Linked DNA regions of Mus musculus: region 1 is linked to region 2. Evidence: chromatin contacts called from public HiChIP or PLAC-seq data. All regions are on one chromosome and are shown on one strand. Each heading gives the region's core, a stretch centred on a gene start, on an enhancer-like site or on the middle of the called end of the contact. The rest is flanking DNA. Distances are from core to core; before and after follow the strand shown.

Evidence for each region. HiChIP or PLAC-seq counts read pairs in DNA pulled down with a chosen protein or histone mark.
Region 1: a FOXA1 HiChIP or PLAC-seq map of pancreatic cancer cells shows a contact between it and region 2. The contact joins two enhancer-like sites. A contact is called at or near these places in 1 of 15 datasets of contacts at CTCF or cohesin (the NIH/3T3 cell line), 1 of 484 Hi-C or Micro-C datasets (nephron progenitors) and 4 of 115 datasets of contacts at active chromatin or transcription factors (astrocytes, embryonic basal ganglia, fibro-adipogenic progenitors and 1 more).

The regions. Positions count from the first base shown.
Region 1 is chr19:28,732,572-28,735,951 of GRCm38.p6, forward strand. No RefSeq gene overlaps it. Among named protein-coding and RNA genes, the nearest start is that of Gm35922, 26 kb to the right of the region's middle. Within about 2 kb of position 1,365, at least 6 of the 459 cell types and tissues checked have an H3K27ac peak or open chromatin away from gene starts, as enhancers often do. A contact at or near this core is called in pancreatic cancer cells, where this site is marked.
Region 2 is chr19:28,204,059-28,207,748 of GRCm38.p6, forward strand. No RefSeq gene overlaps it. Among named protein-coding and RNA genes, the nearest start is that of Gm35866, 160 kb to the right of the region's middle. Within about 2 kb of position 1,798, at least 7 of the 459 cell types and tissues checked have an H3K27ac peak or open chromatin away from gene starts, as enhancers often do. A contact at or near this core is called in pancreatic cancer cells, where this site is marked.

The DNA.
Region 1 (3,380 bases), core at 115-2,614, 530 kb after region 2:
AGCTAGTGCATCGTATTGTATCTAATAGTCACTGTCCCACGACTGAGGTTTTGGCCTAGAGAGGAGGGAAACAGGGTCCATGGATTTAAAATTTTCCCCTGCCCCTTTGTTAATAATAAATATGGTAAGTTGCATATAGACATTTTTTTCCCATTTATATCCAAAGTCATTTTTAAAATGACATGTTAAAGAATAACATTTGAACTTTAAGAGCCATAGCCACACACAGTTTTAAAATATGGAGGGAACCATCAAGACATTAGGCAAAAAGAGATTAAAGCAGTTGACTCGAGGGAATGGAAACTTGAAGAGGGAAGACATGAGAGAGGGACTGTGTAGTTGGCATTTTGGGGTTGTTTTGTTTCATTTTTTTTTCTTGTTGTTTTAAGCATCAGAGAACAATTTAACTACAAAAGAATACTGCTTTGATAGAAATGAAATTTAAATTCAAAAAGAATATTCAATGTCCTAAAAGGGTGGAATAAAATACAAGGGGGTCTCGGATATTTCTTTCAAAGCAGTGAGATCTAGAAGGCAGAAAATAGCTACAGACACAGAGGAGCCGGGTGCTGCAGTCAGCTTCCTTGCTCTAACACTTAGAGAACTTGACATCCAGACAAGGAAAGTCAGCACAGATGTATCGCGTCCTTGGCTGCAAAGAAAACCTCAAGAAAACATGAAGAGCGGGGCTTTTATGGGCTCTGTTTTCTAATAAGAACCCAATAAGATTAGAAATAAATGATATATAAAGTGAGCTTTGGAAATTTAGAAAATTCTTTTTCTCTCTTGATGCAGCCTGGCTTTCAACAGCTCTTTCCCCCTGGGGATACACAACATAAAAAGCTTCATTTGACAGTCAAAGCTGAGTGATGACTTTGGCGTTCTAGCCAGTGACTGTCCTGCCCCTGAAGCATTGAAATTCATTGATTAAAAGGAGAGGAAGCCATATGGCATCTTGATTTAAAGAGAATAAAAAATACATTAAATAATCCCTAAAATATCATATACATTATTCATAAGCGTGGCCATTACTTTACATCCACGGTCACAAGCCATCAGTCAACTGATGGAAAGATGCAGAATTGCCTGTCTCTGTTGTACATCTATAACATCTTTGGCCAGCTTCCCTGTGCTCCTAGTTAGCACCAAGGCAACAAGATTTACTAATGGACAGGGTTTCCTGGCATGGTGGAAAGGTCTTTAAAGTATATAGAGCACTTCTCAAGGTGATGTTCCTGATACAGACATTTTCCTGAGCCCAACTTCAGACCATCTGAATCAGAGGACCTAGAGGATGTAGGCATGGGGTGCATGCAAATTACACGTAAGTGAAGCCTAAGAGTCTACACTTCCTGGTGAGCTGGCAGTGGGTGTTTGTCTGTGCCAAAGTGTGATTTTCCACCATCCACCAACATTAGTCATCTCAGATAATACTGACTGTATGAAAGTCATGAACGGCAGTCAACTCTGTGGTAGCGACTGGACTGAGTGGAGGGTTTGGTGGATTCACAGCATAAGCCCTAATGAACGTCTCGAGAATAACTACCTGGCAAGCTTGGAACAGAGCTATTTGTGGGGTTTGCTTTTAATTAAATTTCATCACGGCTCATTAGCCGTTCTCGGAGCAGGAGCAGCAGGCATATTTAGGAGGTGTAGTCTCACCTCAGGTGCTCATTGCTCTCAAGGATCATCAAAGAGGATGCGTCCCCAAATAAAGGAAACTACTTTAAAAAATAATGTAAAACATTCATAAGTCTTTTATCATTTACCTAAAGAAATCCGAGAGTACCGGAACAACAACGAACAAACAAAGCTGGCCACAGAGGCACACACTGCTAATCTCAGCTCTGAGGGGGCAGAAGCAGGCAGATCTCAGAGTGTGGGGTCAACTTGGTCTACAGAGCCAATTCCAGGGCAGACCTGGCTACACAGAGTAACCCTGTCTCAAAAACAAGAACAACAAAAGAAGTTCGTAAGCTTCTCAGACAAATGAACAGGAGTGCTTGAGCGACTATGTTAATTGTAGGACAGCTGATCGCAGCAACAACTACGATCAGTGTCAGTATCTTTATCAATATGATTCATCTGCGTATACAAAAAATAATGTTGACTGAAGAATTCAAAATTTCAGGTAGAGAGTGGGAATAAATTTGGAAGCTCTGTTGTATAACATGGAAAGTGGTTGAAACGATATATTACAGTCCACCCTAAAAAACCTAAGAGAACAAATTTTAAATGGTCTTACTACAAGGATTATGACTTTGGGAAGTAATGCCTGTTAACAAAGTAGCTATTTCACGCAGTTGCATTTTTAAACATTTAAATAAAATTAAGCATTTTGTCTGTCAGTTTAAAGCACCTCTTAATCTTCAAAACAAATAAAACAAAGTTTCAGGGGGCTGGAGCAATGCCTCAGTGGTTAAGAGCACTCTTTGCTCTTCCAGAGGACCGGAGTTTGATTCTCAGAACCCAGCACCAGCACAGTAGCTTGCAGCCATCTGTTTCCAGAAGTCATGTCCTTATCGAGCCTGTCGGTACTGCCTGCACGTGGTACACAGACTTGCAGAGGCAAAGAGCACCTACCCATTACACATAAAATAAAAATAAATAAATTATATAAACTGAATTCCAGATAATCATAGACTAGTAACACCTGAAGGCTGTGTGTTAGGGTCTTGGGCTCCAGCCTGCAGCACAGGAACTTCTGAGGTAGTGCAACTTCTAGGAGATATGGGGCAAAGGGAAGGAAGTTGAGGCATTGGGAACATGGACTTGAAAGGGCTATCGGAACCTAGTCCCTTCCTCTATCTCTCTGCCTTCTGGATGCCAAGAGAAGAGTAGTGTCTTCAGCCATGTGCTCCCTCATGGTGTTCTTCTGTACTGCAGGCCTAAGAGCATCGAGGTAGTGGACCATGGGCTCAAAGTTCTGGAACCAAGAGATCAAATAAAGCTTTCTCTCTGAAGGGTACTGGGCTACAGTGACAGAATACTAAGTCCCATCAAAATTGACTTCTTTCTCACCTAACTGGAGGTCAGAAGTAGGCCATATGCAAGGACTAATATGCTGCCCTCAAAATGCCATCAAAGACCAAGGTTCCTCATCTTCATGGTCATCTCTCATATCCTCATTCCACACAGCTAGACACTAAAGGACAAGAGAGCAGCTTCCTACGAGTCCTCAGTTCCCGGTGAAAGGTTAAATAACTAAGGTTAACCCCAGGAAAAGAGGGTTTTAACCTGTTACTAGCAGAAGTCAGATCCCAGCACCTCAAGACAAAAATAGAGAGCAATAGTCATTTTAAACACTCAGAAATGCTGCAGAAAATAAGGGGAGATGTATTTCAAGCTATGTTCAAAAAGAAAACTGGCCGGGCGTGGTG
Region 2 (3,690 bases), core at 548-3,047:
AAAAAATGCTTACATGATAGTGAGAACATACTGGGATGGGGGGAGTCTCTCCTAGTGGCACCCTCATGAGTTTTGTTTTCTGAAGAAAACTAAGGAGACACACTAACTGGTTACTCAACACATGTTTGGGGAATGAATAGCTCTGTAATTAAGTAGTTGGAAGTCATGCAACTTTATAACACGTAAAACACAAGAAGATGTCTCAATTCCTTTCCGAGAGTCATTTCCCATTAAATTCTAATTTTCCACTTGATGAGCTGCAGACCCTCCCAATATCAACAGAGATTAGGCAGCATGTCTGTGCCAGGCTAAGCTTTTCCTTTGCTCGCTGTTGAGCAGCAAACTATAACACATTGCAGATGAACCGACTACCTAAATGAGTTAACTTCGCTAGGTGACCTTCTGGCTTCCATGGCTTGCCACATTCTCTGGAAATTTAAAACAGGGCAGAGCAGATGACCCACACATTTCAGGAAGTCCTTTCCCCTTTCTTGGAACAACTCAATAGGGTTAGTTCTCATGGATGGCCCGATCTTCTTCATGACACATGGTCAGGCCAGGAGCCATGAAGAATTGGTAGGTCTATAGGCAAGTGTTTGTGCTGCCCTCCAGGAAACCAAAATTCACAAGGACCCCTCCCCCAACCCACATATAGCAGGAACAGAAAAAAAAAATAAAAAAGATGTCTAGACTGGTTGCTCCTGCAGATGTGGCTGTTCCTAACGCCTCTGTTTGTTTCCAGGATATGTCTGATGTAACTCAGGATTAAATGTCAATCCAGTGAAAAAGCAACAGGATACAGGAAGGGAGGGAAGGAGGGAGAGAGGGTGGGACAGAAACACAGAGGAAAACAGTAAAAGCGTTCCCAAACAAAAGCTAACTAAGTCCCATATCTCGCTTACTTTTCTATTGCTGTGAAGAAACTCAGCAATAGGGTAGAGTTCATGACCATCATGGCAGGGAACATGGCAGGAGGCAGGCAGGTACAGCACTGGAGCAGTAACTGAGAGCTTAGCTCTGTCCTACAGGCGGCAGGCAGAGAAAAGGAGAAATTGGTTTGCTTTTATAACTTTAGAATCTCAACCCCATCCCTGCTCTGTGAAGTGACACACATCCTCCCACAAGGCCACACCTCCTAATCCTTCTCAAACAGGCCCACCAACTGCTAACCAAGCATTTAAATATATGAGCCATTGGAGGCCATTCTTACTCAAACCATCACATTCCATTCCCTGGCCCCCATAGGTCCATGGTCATATCTTAATGAAAAGTGCAAAAAATGTATTTAGTTTAACTTCAAAAGTCCAAAAGTCTTCTGAGACTCAAGGCAATCTTTCTGCCTCACGTATGTGGATAAGTTGTAAGCTTTCAGCTACTTCTCCAGGACCATGCCTACCTGCTGTCACGTCCCCACACCATGATGACCATGGACTTGCCTTCTGGAACTGTAAGCAAGCTCTCAATTAAATGCATTTCATTTCATTTAATGCATTTTCTCATTTCTGTTTCTTGCTTGACACTTTAGATCCAGATTCCACCCAGTAACCTGGGTCTCCTGGCTCCAGTCACTCTACCTTCTAGGCTTGAAAGCAGCGGGAGTTCCTGTTCTTACTAATGCTTGGGTTGTCTCAGGATTTCATCTGGTTCTCGGCTCCTCCATCATTTATGCACGTATGTAACCAATCCTCTTATGGATCCCATCTGTTGTCAACCCTGAGCATGCCTCCTGGCTTCCTTATTGGGCTTCAATGCCCATGTCTTTTTCTTTATTGACACAGCATTACTCAGAAAGTTAATTAAATGCAATCTCTCTCTAAAGTCAATACTTATCCTGCCCCACCTGACTACCAGCTACACTACAGGCTTATATTGATAGTGTGAAGAAACAGCATTGTGCCAGAGAGAACTCAAGAAATATCTGCTGGTCAAAAAGTCTCCGTGTCTCTCTGTCTGTCTCTGTCTTTCTGTCTCTCTCTGTGTCTCTCTGTTTCTGTCTCCCCCCAATCCCCGTGTGTGTGTGTGTGTGTGTGTGTGTGTGTGTGTGTGCGCGCACGCAGTGCGTGCTTGCGCACATTTCAAGACAGGGTTTTTCTGTATAGCTCTGGTTGTCCTTGAACTCTCTCTGGGGTCAGATGTGCTACCATTCTGCAACAAGGCCACACTTGTATCTCTTTCTGTAGACCAAGCTGGCTACAAACTCAGAGATCTGCCTGTCTTTGCCTCCCAAGTACTGGGAAACAGGCCTTTCTTTCAGGGTATAATACCCAAGACCCTATGTCCTTGAGGGGGGTCAGCCTTTCCTCAGAGCACTACCTGCCTCTATGACCTGAAGTATTGACTGGTGTACTGCAAAAATACTCTACAAATAAAAGTTATATCAGGACACGTGTGCTATAGTTTAGATATGTTAATAGTGTTAGAATAGAAATGATCTAACCTCAGTGTGTAGAGTTGGCGCCTTCAGGAAGTGATTAGGATCAGACAGAGTCATCAGGGTAGAGGCCCCATGATGGGAAAGTGTGCTCCTCCTGCTCTGTGATGCTTGGTGCCACCGGAGACTCTACCAGCCCGAGCCCATGGATGCAGACTCTAGAAACTATATAGTAACAAGTGGCTCCTGTGACCAAAAAGCCCAGATGTATTACAGTGCAAGCTTTGGACACAACTAAGTCTGGAAGCTCAAACAAGAGCTTCTTTCCCATCACTCTCATGCCTTCCTCTCTGTTGGCTTTATCCACAAACTAGTCACTGTGATCTCAAAGGGATGGCAATAAGATCATGGTCACATCGATCTCAGTGGAAATAGAGAGCTTCAGTGTGCATGTGTGACCACCCTTTAAGAAAAGACTCTGAAGGTGCTGTTGACGATTATGCAGCCACTCCTGGACCAATCATTCTGTCCTTGGGAGGCAAGGCTTTGAGAAACCATTCCAAGTGAACACGGCCCCACTACTTAGCTACCTGCAGGAGGGTAGCTAAAAAGCCCTTGATAGAAGCAAAAGGGAGGGCTAGGAGGGTGACAGGAATCATGGGATAACATGAGGCCGCTAGGTATGAAGGAAAAGTAGAAGCTATGAGTGAGATGACTTGACACTGGGCCTTAAGTGCATGACCAGCTCAGGGTGGACCCAGGCAAAGAGATCACCTCTCCCAGCCTTTTTTTTCTCTCTTTCTCACTTGAAAATGTGTAGAGCATTCTTATAAAATGTAGTGTCTTACACTAATTTTAAAATCATTTTGAATGTGGACCTCTCTCTTCAAATAATCAATTATGTAAAACACACAGAGCCATACCAAAGCTGTTTAGAGAGACGCTGGAGAGCTTGCCATCCCTCCCTCTTCTTGGGGCTTCTTGGAACGTCCACACACCCCCATCCTTGGAAACCGCCAGGGATCCCGAGAACACGGTTTTAAAAAGCTTGAGAGCTGATCTCTGGGGCCTTTTCCAGCTTGAATTTTGGAGAATTCTGTGTAGATTGCCCAACCCTCTTTAATCTAATTTTTCTCACTTTCCCTCTATTTATTTTTTTGGCCAAACTCGTGGACTTTGGCGATGTGCGAGAGGCCACTTAGGAAAATAATCATTAATTCAAATCCCTAGGCAATTTACTCTGGCCTATTTGGAGCTTGCTTTTCCTGACAGAAAGGGAATAAATTTCCCAAAGTTACTTTTATGCTGGGACTAGAAAA